Linked DNA regions of Bombyx mori: region 1 is linked to region 2. Evidence: chromatin contacts called from public Hi-C data. All regions are on one chromosome and are shown on one strand. The core of a region is the stretch at or near the end of the contact, and the rest is flanking DNA. Distances in the headings are between cores, read along the strand shown.

Region 1 (6,597 bases), core at 937-3,436, 59 kb before region 2:
ATTACTGGTGGTAGGACGTCTTGTGAGTCCGCACGGGTAAGTACTACCACTTTGTCTATTTCTGCCGTGATGCAGTAATGCGTTTCGGTTTGAAAGACGGAGCGGCCATTGTAACTATACTGAGACCTTAGAACACATATCTCAAGGTGGGTGGCGGCATTTACGTTGTAAATGTCTGTTGACTCCGGTAACCACTTAACATCAGGTGGATCGTGAGCTCGTCCACCCATCTAAGCAATAAAAAGTGGAGACAGAGAGTATGATGGTAAACAAAGTTGCCAAGAATAATACTAATGCAATTTATTAGGTATGCTGGCAAAACAAGGGTCTAGCGCAGAGTTACCTGTGATTAGCATTTCGATCCTAGCGTCCAAGTTAGCGACCCTATAGTAAGTCTGGTTTTTTAAATACAACTCATAAGCGTGATTGACCAGTCTGGTTCGAGTTTGTTTTACTGTTAAGTTTGTTTTACTGCCTCGGCGGTGTATCATCAATTGCTTGGCCGTGGGGGATGGTGACAATGAAAAATTAGCTCGTACCTTATAACTGGACATGAGCCTCTCGATGGCGTCCGCAGCCGAATTCAGCAGGTTCCTGGACGTGGTCATGTATTCTGTTCTCGCGCTGATGCTGTTGCTTTCACCTCCTGGAAAAGCAAACAATTAAACATTTTTATTAAAATAAATACAATGATCAACTTGTTAACAAAACGCTAGTAAATACGGCCATTGCCAGCTGACTGACAAAACCGGCGCATGCGCAATGTAGGCTGAGGTGATGATTTGCTTATTAGATATAAAATAATTAATAATTGGGAATTTAATTGTTTTTATGATCGAACAATCACCAATAGTCGTCGAACAAACGATAATTGATTATTACAAAATTAATTCATCTGAGCGATAAAAATAAAGCTATCTAGTAAGGGGGGCCAACTTAAGGGTAATCATTTGTTTAATTAATTATAAATAAATAAAAGACGAACAAACAATTTTTACATTCGTATATTAACGAACAAACGACGAACAAATAATTAAAAATAAAAAAAATCCGAAAATCAAAAAAAAGGGGGCCAACTTCAGTGAGCCCAAATGCTCCTGTAACAATCACTTGACTGCGTTTAATATCTATTTATGTATAAATTTAAACTTGTGCCAGTGTTTTGTCTAGTTCCCGTGGCACAAGGAATCCTAGTTTAAATCCAAGTGACTGAGTTTGATTTGCCTCTGTTTATTTAAAGAGGGAGCTTAAGTCAGTCCTGTTGACAGTTTGAGATTGATCGTGCATAAGATATTATGTGACGTCATCAGTGTTGGAAAAAATCGATAACGATTAATCAATTTTTTAAAATTGATTCTTCACTCTCCGATTCGGATATATCTGAATGTGAGAGTTAATGATACTGGCACGAGACCTTTAAAGTATTCTGTTTGATGCGATGCACACGCTGCTATTCGACGACAGATGGCGTTGCTCTTACCGGCGTAACAATGCCAATAAAAAATAATAAATTCGGCTTATTCGTAATTAATTAATCAGTCAGATTCGATGATTAAGTTAACTCGGGAGCAACAACCCTAATACAAACGTACCTTCCTTAGTCCCCGTGAGTATGGGCAGCGCCAGCATGACCATTCCGGTGCCGGACCACAGATACTTCATGCAGAATTGCTCCAGCATCACGTACCACAGTTTCTTGTTGAACACCGAAGTCATTTGCGCGACCAGCTGTTTGTACGCGGACTGCAGCTGTCCTAGTTCCACCTGGCGGATAAATTGTGCTTGTTTTCACTGGCGGTAGGACCTCTTGTGAGTTCGCATGGGTAGGTACCACCACCCTGCCTATTTCTGCCGTGAAGCAGTAATACGTTTCGGTTTGAAGGGCGGGACAGCCGTTGTAACTGTACTTGAGACCTTAGAACTTATATTTCAAGGTGGGTGGCGGTATTTACGTTGTAGATGTCTATGGGCTCCAGTAACCACTTAACATCAGGTGGGCTGTGAGCTCGTCCACCCATCTAAGCAATAAATAAAAAATAAATTGTTAGTCCAAGGAGCACAGAATCATGGATGACGACCAGCCTGTGAAAGGAAAACCTACCTTATGCCCTCCGTAGAAGGCGACTTCTTCAGCGTGCGCGATGAGACTGGCGTGGACATGGCGCAGGTTAGCGCGCATCCTCGCCTCCTCCCCGGCCAAAGCACCGAACCTCGGACTGAGCATACGAAGGACTTGTCCGGTCGCGCATATCACCACCGTTGCTATCCCGGGACCTTGAAGTGAAAATGTATTCAAATAACAAATAATCAATATTGAGCAATAGCTTCTGAATCGCCATGCCCTTTCTTGACTCACGATAACATATAAAAGTGTAGAATAGAGTTTTTAATCATATTAATTGTGATTACATGTTAACAAAACACCCAAACAAAGTTCTAGGTCTCAGTATAATTATAACATTACTGCAAAGCATTACTGCTTTACGGCAGAAACAGGCGGGGTGGTGGTACCCACCCGTGCGGACTCACAAGAGGTCCTACGACCAGTAAAAATTAGTAGTAATATGTTGTACGCTTTATGATCCAGCGGTGGACTTAGCGTATTATAACTATACTGAGTGTCGCGGCGCCTGACTCGTTTAGCACAGCAAGCTAGCCAAAACGTCATACCAAAACATTTACTACTACCGGCACCGCGCGCTGACAGCATTTTTTTTTTTTTTTAGAGATTTTATGACCTGGTAACTAAGACCTTTAAGTCATGTCTTATTTTACTTTATATTCTTAATTTTATGAAAAATGATAATATGGAGTGAAATGAAATGAAGATGATTAATGAGACATTAATCAACTGGGATGAAATTTAATGAAATTAAATGATATGGGATGAAATATAATCGCAGTAAAATGGTGGTCATTTACTGAGATTTTTTCAGTGGACTTTTTGGAGGAACCCGACAAGTTACGTCCAGCAGCTTTGTTTCATTTTCCCACATTTGTGCACTTTCACAGATATTAAACAGTTAATAAACCACCGTTATTACACATCTAAACCTGAAGAAACACTAAATAGACAAAATAAAACAAATCACACAACTTCACTGCTCGCGTTCCCGCCAAAAAGTCCCGCTGACAGCATTCAACAACATTCATAATATACCTCACAATAATCATTATGGCTCAAGATCCTTCCTTTTCGATGAAAGGTCACATTCTTCATACATTCATCGCAGAACTATCACGACTAAACCATTGTAAATTGTAATTAAAGCAAGTAGCAAGCATTCAATTGGTTTTAGTATCTATACTAATATTATAAAGAGGAAAGATTTGTTTGTTTGTTTGTTTGTTTCGAATAGGCTCCGAAACTACTGGACCGATTTGAAAAATTATTTTTCCATTAAAAGTCGACATTGTCCCGGATGAACATAGGCTACTTTTTTTTTTTTTTTTATTTCATTTGTGTTTTAATGTTTCCGAAGCGAAGCGAGGGCGGGTCGCTAGTAGAAACAATAAAGCCACAGTTTCTCGCGTAGACACTGAGACCTTAGAACTCATATCTCAAGATGGGTGGCGGCATTTACGTTGTAGATGTCTATGGGCTCCAGTAACGACTTAACACCAGGTGGGCTGTGAGCGTTGACCCATCTAAGCAAAAAAAAAAACTGCTTACTTATTTATAGGTACCCACCAATGAATATGTTTCCTTTCATCTTGTTGGAGTACGAAGCCAGAGTGAGGACAATCAGCAGCAAGTCGAAGCAAGGTTTTGTGAGCGAACTGTAGAGATGCGCCACGGACTGCGTGAACACGGAGACATCTTCCGTCAACCTGGATGAGGAGCATACAAATAAACGTTACAGTTTCAAAAACAAAAAAAATCAAATCAAATCAAAAGAAAATTATTCAACATAAATGAAAGTACATACTTGTTGAACGTCAAAAGAACTACCGCCAATTCACAAGAACTAGCCTCCGTCCTGAGAAGAATTGGCAAGAAACTCAGCGGGCATGTCTTTTTTTTTAAATATTAGTTTGTTTTTTTTAATATTAGATATATATTTTTTTTTGAAAAAGATGAAACCAAAGTTTTAAGTTAATATATTAAAAATGATCGTGTGATGTGGATGGCTTCAAACCAGTCGTTGATTATTTAGGATTTTAAGTTTAACACAGTTCGGACAGCGGTCAGGCTCTGCCCCTGGCATTGCTGAGGTCCATGGGCGACGGTAACCACTCACCATCCGGTGGGCCATATGCTCGTCTGCCTAAGGGCAATAAAAAAAACGCCGGTCCTACGATAATGCGGGATTCCTTTGCTAAGAAATATACCTTCTGTTGCCATCATTACACCAAACTTATTTTTTTTTTTTTTTACGAAAATGTACAAAATTTTAAATATTTTCTTCACATACTCTTTGATTGTGTTAACAAGGGAATCATGCCAAGTTTTAAGAGGTCGATACAATGCCGACCCTCAGTCTTTAAATATCTCAGATGCCACCAGTGTATAATGTGTTAAATTGCCCCAACTGTTCTGAGCTTTAGAACGAAATGTCAGTTTACAGTGACGTGGAAACAGAAAGTATGATGGTAACCAAAGCTGCCAAGAATAATATCAATGCAATTTATTGGGGATGCTGGCAAAACAAGGATGTAGCTTAAACTCACCTGTGATCAGCGTTTTCGATCCTAGCGTCCAAGTTAGCGACCCTATAGTAGGTCTGGTTTTTAAAGTACAGCTCGTAAGCGTGATTGACCAGTCTGGTTCTGAAGGCCAGGGCCAATCGACTCTCGAGGTATCTGATCATGGAGTTGATGAAGGTAGCCGGTATGGCAATGCCGAACCACTGCATCAGCAACGACGAGAAACTGCGCATGTCTTTTTGGACTATGTGCTTCACTGGAATATAGTTTCGTGGGTAAAGAACTGACGCATATTACTCATACACTAGGAATCAACTCTGTTTTGGATCTTCAATGATGCACTTTCATAAATTCGTGCATTTTTTTATTTCTGGGACGGTAATTCTCAAACACAATAGGACGTGCCGAACGTTTTATGACGTCACAATCCACGCAGTAACGAGCAAGATAGGCTGTCAATGGTCCCGCTCCTACTCCCATTTTCACTACATAGTTTAAAACAAAGTCGCTTTCTCTATCCCTATATCCCTATGTATGCTTAAATCTTTAAAACTACGCAACGGATTTTGATGCGGTTTTTTTAATAGATAGTGATTGCAGAGGAAGGTTTATATGTATAATAACATCCATTAAATAGTAGAGAAATCAATAATAAATTACAGTTTCCGAAGCGAAGCGAGGGCGGGTCGCTTAGTATAGTATAAAAAAAGGTAATGTCTGCGTGTAAAATCGGTGCAGCTTTCACAGAAATCAGTGGTATGACCAAGTTCTGATACGAACAAACAGACATAGACAGTTTTAATAAACGTTACCAAAGATAGACTTCACAACGTTCATAGCGCCCCCCACTTTGAGATATGGGTTTGAAGTCTACACCTTTAAAAGGGATCGCGTGATTGCTATGTGATAGAAAAAGACAGAAGGATGATAACAATCTGTGCGGTCTCACAACACGCCATAAAACTATTAAAGGAACATTGTCAAAACCAATGGTAGTACTCACCAATGGACCCTTCCAAGGAAGCGACGTAGATCGATAGAAAGGTCCTCGAAAATAAGCATAGAGTATGAGCTGTAAGTAGAGCTACTTCGTGGCTCCTGAACCCTGGGACCATGATCCTCGCGAGTGAGATCAGCTGCCTGAGGAATTCGAGGTTGAGACCCGGGACGTGCTCCTCGATTGATTGGGTTTCGTCGGCGTCTTCCTGAAGCGAGAGGATGTACATTTAAGTTTTTAGTCAGGACATTCATTGATTTTTTATTAGGGATTCTTTATGTTGTTTATGCGATTTTCAACTTTACGCTCAGGACGGTAAGAACGCATGTCAAATTGTGGTTATACAGCGATTCTATAAACGGAGCGTTCTAAGTTACGCGCCATGTTTTGTCTCTTTCTATTGTTTTTGTATTAACAAAAATGTTTCTTTGTGTGTGTGTCTCCTTTCTTCCTGTACATGTATTTTTTAAATATTATTATGTTAATTCGTACTATTCAGTTCAAACTCTGCACAGTTGTCGTTGTTACTTCAGGTTTTTTTTTTTATGATTGAAGGATTACTGGTGGCCCGGAGGCCTTTCCAGTTTCACCAGGACAAGGATACTTCAGGTACTTTAGGTTCTACTTGCCTGTAGATAAATATGTGATTATCATATATTGAATAATTTTAAAATTATTAAAAGAGCATATTTTATTGGTTTCAATTGTGAATCTGACTCATTCTAGAATTCACACGACCAAACAAAAAAAATTTTTCACACAAAAAAATATTCATCAGTCGGTCTGGCCGTTTGAGGATTTCACTAATATACATACGGACAAAAGAATTATACATATACACTAGTGGATCTGACACACGCTGTCCTGTAAAAATTCATTCAATTCGATCCAGTCGTTTAGTTGCAGACTATTATGATTCTATTGTCAAAGATTATTATACTTCTATAATCACA
Region 2 (6,616 bases), core at 3,593-6,092:
TGCTTGGCCAATTGAATGTTTGAAATGAATGCTTTGGCAATATACTCGATATTTACTTGACATTCCAGCATTTAGCGCTACCAAGTAATGAAGACATTGCATTAGAAAATGTGTGAACAGATGACATGCAAAGTTGACTGACGTAAGAATCGATTCGCTAGAGTAGGTACTAAAAATCTGTTTGTTTGAAGTATATGAATATTCAAATTCGCTTTGCAAGATTTTCTTTCCTCATGTACCTACTGTAGGTACTACTGTAATTCTAAATACATATAAATCGTTTTTTTCCGTTCTTAGTTTAAGAAACATATATTAAGACCAGATAGACTATAGATATATAAACTATAGATAGACACATATAAATACATAGACTGTTATTAATTTTTTAATAGATCTTAAAATTTGTATAATATTGAATTAAACTTATGGCAAACAAGTGAAAGATTCAAATTAGGATTATTCTAGCCACATTACTTATTGTAAATTTCTAAAATACATACAGTATTATTAAAATTAAAAATTTTAATAAGCTTCATAATGCCATACAAAATATGCAAATCCCAAGTTCCTCTCAAAAGTATACGAGCGTTTAAAAAAAAAACCTTGCAACATCGCGTCATTAACTCCAATTTAAAAGGGCACTCAATGAAAACTTAGGCTATATTTGGAAACATGGTTCAAACTTCAAACTCTTCATATTTACGGGTTTCGAAATTGAGGTTATAAACGTGCCCGGTGCGCTGGCCGTGTAGATCTTGTCTGCAATGGCGACCGGCGACCGCGATGCGGTGAAGGGGGATTTCTTACATTCACGGCCATTTACAACGATCGACTCTAAAAACTGAGGTCTCGTGAAGAAAACGCAGTTACACAAATCATTTAGCCTTATTTAATCGTTGTAGAAGACAAATCTTAGTACCTTTAGCTTCAGTTTTCTTTTTGCTGCTGTACATATGAACTGGGATCCTTCTGTTATCCAAGTTGAGACATCACAACGCGAATACAGATTACTTTCTTTATTGCCTTTGTATCCGTTTTATAAGTGGAGACTGCGACTGATAAACACAACAATAGCGAATAGATCCCATAGAACTGTGAACTTAGTAAGTAAAAGTTCTAATTTCTATTGTCCCAATTCGCCACCTACAGAAAAATACTCTTTTATAATCTTTTATATAATTGGTGGTAAGGCCTCTTGAGTCAGCACGGGCAGGTACCACCACCGCGCCTATTTCTGCCGTTAATGCGTTTCGGTTTGAAGGGTGGGGCAGCCGTTGTAACTATACTAAGACCATAGAACTTATAGGTGAGTAGCGGTATTTACGTTGTAGATGTCTATGGGCTCCAGTAACCACTTAACACCAGGTGGGCTGTGAGCCCGTCCACCCACCTATGCAATAAAAAAATTAAATAAATCTTATTTGAAGAAGGAAATGTCATAAGCGCGCGGGATAATACCATGGTTCGAAAAAAATATTTGTGGAAACGCACTGTGCGGGCTTTGGTTAGATTAGCTCTATTCTATGCGCATAATGAGAATTTTTTAACAGCGCCCCTAGGGGCAAGCGTAGGCAAACGTTCCAACTCCTTAAAGATTTGAGTTAACTTTTACGCTATCGAGAACGTTAAGAAATTCGCACTAAGGACACTGGTGAGGGGAAGTGAGACGGTAAAAAGACCGGATCATATCGAACAATGCTCACAGCGTTCCCCATGAGTTATGCGGTATAAAGCACCAAGAAGAAGAAGGACTGATAATGTTTCATTCATAACGTTCCCAGTGGGCTTAGTGCGAGTTTTTTTAATTCTCAATTTCGAGCTTCCTTTCGTTTGCCGCTAGGGGCGCTGTTCCAACTCCTTAGGCATTTGAGTTAACTTTTAGAAGTTAAAAAATCTCGCACTAAGCACACTGGTAGAAATACCCGTAGAAGCTGTGGAGGATCTAACCATTATCATCATTAGAATATAATCGAATGTGGATTGACACACATTTTGAGATACGAGATGGAATTTAATTTTATAAAAACTGCTCCAGCCATCGCACCAGAAGGCATCATTGCTTCACGACGGAAATGGGTAAGATTGTGGTACCCTACCTGTTTGAGCTCACAATAAGATTTACCTCAATGTATCTATCTTCTATCTATATATATAAAAATGAATTGCTGTTCGTTAGTCTCGCTAAAACTCGAGAACGGCTGGACCGATTTGGCTGATTTTGGTCTTAAATTATTTGCGGAAGTCCAGAGAAGGTTTGAAAGGTAGATAAATATGAAAATGCCAGGAATTAAATAACAATTTTGTTTTTCCTTTGATGTGTCCCCCGTCGGACGGATTCCTTTTGTTTGTTTTAAATTTATTTTATACAAAAGTTTAGGTCTTTTATTTATCGATTGAGGCACTACGAAGTCTGCCGGGTCAGCTAGTTATAAACAAAAACGCGCTTAAACACATTAAGTCGAAGTATCAATTGATTTCAATTTTCCAATAAAATTATAACAAGAAACGAAAATTGAAAATTCACATTAAATGACATAATTTTAAACAACATACTGCGTACATATGTTTTTCAAAGCGTAATAATCTTGTTTATCACTAAACGAACGAAATTTTGTTTCTACAAGGGTATTATTATTGTAACCCGATCATCCTGTAACGCCAAATAAATTACTAGAAATAACTCATTCGGCGCGCATAATGCTTTTTTTTTCTTTTCTTAGATGGGTGGACGAGCTCACAGCCCACGTGGTGTTAAGTGGTTACTGGAGCCCATGGACATCAACAACGTAAATGCGCCACCCACCTTGAGATATAAGTTCTAAGATCTCAGTATAGTTGCAACGGCTGCCTTATTCTTCAAACCGAATCGCATTACTGCTTCACGGCAGAAATAGGCAGGGCGGTGGTACCTACCCGCGCGGACTCACAAGAGGTCCTACCACCAGTAAGCATGCTCTAGCATGCTTCTACGGAACTATGCCAGAATGCCTACGAAATGTTCTGTGATTCAAAAATTACCTGCAAAAAAATCTCAAAGATGGATCACAAAATCCTTCACAAACATTATAAAAAAGAAATCCCGAAGTTTCGTAGGCTAAATGTACACTTTTTAAAAACATTAAAAATGTGCTCAAGTTTTCTTTACAAAAGGGGCAATATTATAAACTTTGAAGGGAAGATCTTCCGCTTGATTTCCATATGTGATTTTTGAGCCCGGCAGACTTTAATCTTCAATAAGCTGCTGCAAGAAGAAGTGATCCCTACGAAACGGAGCACCAGTACACTTGTGCCCATATACAAAAATAAAGGGAATGATTGATGACTTTTCCCTAAGTTAGAAAGGCAAATTCAGAGCTCACTTGGTGTTATGTAGATAATGGATCATATAGACATTATCTGTTCCCACTACCCTCAATAATAATATATGTGTTCGCCCATAAAATAGTGCTGGAATCTGATCTCAATGATCTAATTCTTTATCTAATTCTAATTCTAATGGTCAAAAACAGTCTTTGCTGGAGTGTTTTTCTATTTTTTTAGTATATTATCTGGCCTATTAACTTATCATTATCAATAGTATTAGTTTTACTGTGTTATATTTTAGTTTGCTAATTTACTTTATACTTTTGTAATAAACAGATATGAAAATGACAGAAAAAGGTTTGATTATAGAATTCTGAACTCAATGTGGGTTTGTAACAATTTTGAGCTCATTTCAATCGTTCATTGTTCAATTTCTTTTTGGCTCTTTTATTCTGTAACAAAATAAAATTTTGTTTACTCCACTAATTTACTAATTGTATTTATATTTCCATGTGGCGTTTTTTTTGTAGTAATTTTAATAACTACTAATTACACTGTATCAGGTGATAGAGGTATGTGTTTGGTGCCAGTTGTTGTCAGAGCTGACTACACACTTGTACAAAAAATGTACTCTTTCAAAGCAAACGTGCTTTGCAAAGCTTACAAAGAGAAAGCTAAATAATTTTTATTATATTTATAAATCATAGAGAGCTTTAAAAATAAATAAATTATTTTATTCAAACTTAGTATTTCAATAATCAGTTTACAAACATACAGATTTCGTCAAAATAAACTCTGTTGCCAGTTTCAAAAACAGACAACAAAGAACTGTTGAAAATGAACTTAGTTTCTTCAGTATATCAACTTCACTGTCGATACAGACGGCTTTTAGCTGTTAACTGCACATATAGTCATGTATGTACCTTAAACGATACAATGTCTACATGCGACTCCCTACATAGGTACTGTTGAAGTTCCATAATCAACCTAAGCAAGATTTTTAGTACATACTTACAATTAATTTTATAACGTAAATTACGTTTTAAGTCACATAACATAACTCTTGTTAATGTTTAATAACGTTTTAATTACTTATTTAAATAGCTATAGCTTTACCTTAACATTTCAGTTCAAATATATTAAAATAGGAATAAAAATAAACGAAGTCCTCGATCTCCAATGTACACGCGTGATACTTTTTAAATAATTTTTAAGTCTTTTTAATTTTTTTAGTAACCAAGGAACTAATTTTCGAATAATTAGTAACTTTACTAAACGCACATTGCGTAAATTACAGCAAATTACTTTAATTATCTAGTTATGCGCCTATGTACTCACATAAAGAATTAACGGAAAACAGCCTGAAGACAAACAAACAATTAAAATCTATTAGGTTCACTTATGTTCGTATATTTTCATCACTATTCACACTGTGTACAATTTTAGGAATTATTATTGAATATTATTGCAATAACAACAACAGCTGATTCACAACACATACACAATCGTTGCCACTTCATAAATATTAAGTGTATAATCTATGGTTGCCACAGATCTCTTCTCAATTACATAGATAACAAATACACTGTCTCTGCCACAGAGTACTAAGTTCTCTTTGAACAGATTTCTCATTTTACTTTTACTGTTTCTTTTAGCTATGGAGGGTAGAACCGTCTCTTAAGGGAGAAGCTTGAAAAAGTGTCCCACTTTCAGCATTAAATAACAGTTCAAAAATCCTTCAGAATGGCGCTAGCATAGACACAGGGTATGATATGAATTGAGCTTACAGTTCTTTCGTCCTTTTTTAGGCTCAGTGAATTTAGCCTTCCTTTTTTTGATTTTCGCTTTTTTTTATTTTATTATTTGTCCCTCGTTTGTTCGTTAATGTTCGAATGTAAAAATTGTTTGTTCGTATTTTATTTATTTATAATTAATTAAACAAATCATTTGTTTAATTTATAATTAATTATTATATTAAATAATTAATAATTGCGAATTTAATTATTTTTATGATCGAACAATCACCAATAGTCGTCGAGCAAACGATAATTGATCAAAATTAATTAATCTGAGCGATAAAAATAAAGATATCTAGTAAAGGAGGCCAACTTAACGGTGTTCATTTGTTTAATTAATTATAAATAAATAAAAAATGCATTCGAACATTAACGAACAAACGACGAACAAATAATTGAAAATAAAAAAACCGAAAATCAAAAAAAGGGGGTTAAATTCACTGAGCCCTTTTTTTATTTCTCTATCTTATTCTAATAACTTTCAGCGCCTTTTTAAAAATTTACCTGTTTGCTACTGTAGCGCCACCCTTATTTAGCAGATTTAACGGACACTTTTCACACACGGAGACGGTTCTCCTTACCTCTACCCTCCATACTTTTAGCTGTGATTCAGAATAATTTTTTTTAGTCTAGCAATCGGATTTTTTGCGACATCATGCAATGCATGCCAATTGCTGGCATTATTGCCAGTGACGAGTTAATAAAATTTTAATTTATCACTGTACAACTTATATTTTCAAGCAATTTAAATATTAAATATTAAATTTTAACACATTTCAATCGTATGGAGCAATGACATGTTTTTGGTTAAAGTTGTTGCAATTAAGTGTATTACTATGAAAATGAGACTCATATTAATTAGTAAAATAGGTAGAATTCTACCTCACGCCTAGCCTTGTATGTTTTAGTTTACTTTTAATTGCTTAGGCAAAGATGTCTTGCATTATATTCCACGTAACATTTTTCAAAAGTTTTGTTAGCCTTAATTTAATAAATATATAAACACAAATCTTTTTTTTTGTTTTGCGAGCTTGTAACTTAGCATGTTTTTAACTAAACATTAAGGTCGAGCTTGGAAAGATTAAAGCATTAAATTGAACAGAGCCGTGCTCCTTTATTTTAAAATTACGGCTAGAAAAGAAACTTATTCTACCATCGAGAGTAACACCTACAAATTCGAGAATAAACATCAATAACACAAGTATTAGCCAATATTAGATACGTGGTATTAATAAATGATTCAACAGATAAAATAATGTAAGCGGCCAAGTAGTATCTCGTAGATATTAAACAGCTTAAATAGATTGCCGTTAAAATTCACCAACATTGTGCGGACAAAAGCTTTACTTTCTTTGTTGAACGATATCAAGCAGCTTAAAGGAAACTGGAAGAAAAGTGATGGTGATGACCATTGCTACACTTCATGTGCATTAAGTCTGAGCGTTAGGTTTTAACCATTATAACGCTGTCACGGCACAATTAAAATGTTCCGAATTTTCATCACTTATCCTAGCCTA

What was found. Hi-C and Micro-C count contacts between places; a contact is called where the count stands out from the background.
Region 1: a contact with region 2 is called in a Hi-C map of posterior silk gland, with 1.9 times the contacts expected there. The contact joins the enhancer-like site here to the promoter of LOC101735553 in region 2. A contact is called at or near these places in 5 of 7 Hi-C or Micro-C datasets (middle silk gland, midgut, posterior silk gland and 1 more).

What each region holds. Positions count from the first base shown.
Region 1 is chr27:9,139,195-9,145,791 of ASM3026992v2, reverse strand. It overlaps LOC101735553 (ATP-binding cassette sub-family D member 1), which reads right to left. Exons shown (of 18, transcript XM_062676635.1): 7 at 5,651-5,852; 8 at 4,672-4,903; 9 at 3,692-3,831; 10 at 2,102-2,274; 11 at 1,593-1,764; 12 at 540-646. Among protein-coding and RNA genes, the nearest start is that of LOC101735420, 52 kb to the left of the region's middle. Within about 2 kb of position 2,186, at least 2 of the 8 cell types and tissues checked have open chromatin away from gene starts, as enhancers often do.
Region 2 is chr27:9,082,455-9,089,070 of ASM3026992v2, reverse strand. LOC101735553 (ATP-binding cassette sub-family D member 1) reads right to left here and starts at 4,842. Exons shown (of 18, transcript XM_062676635.1): 1 at 4,642-4,842; 2 at 3,146-3,755; 3 at 2,123-2,223; 4 at 920-1,143.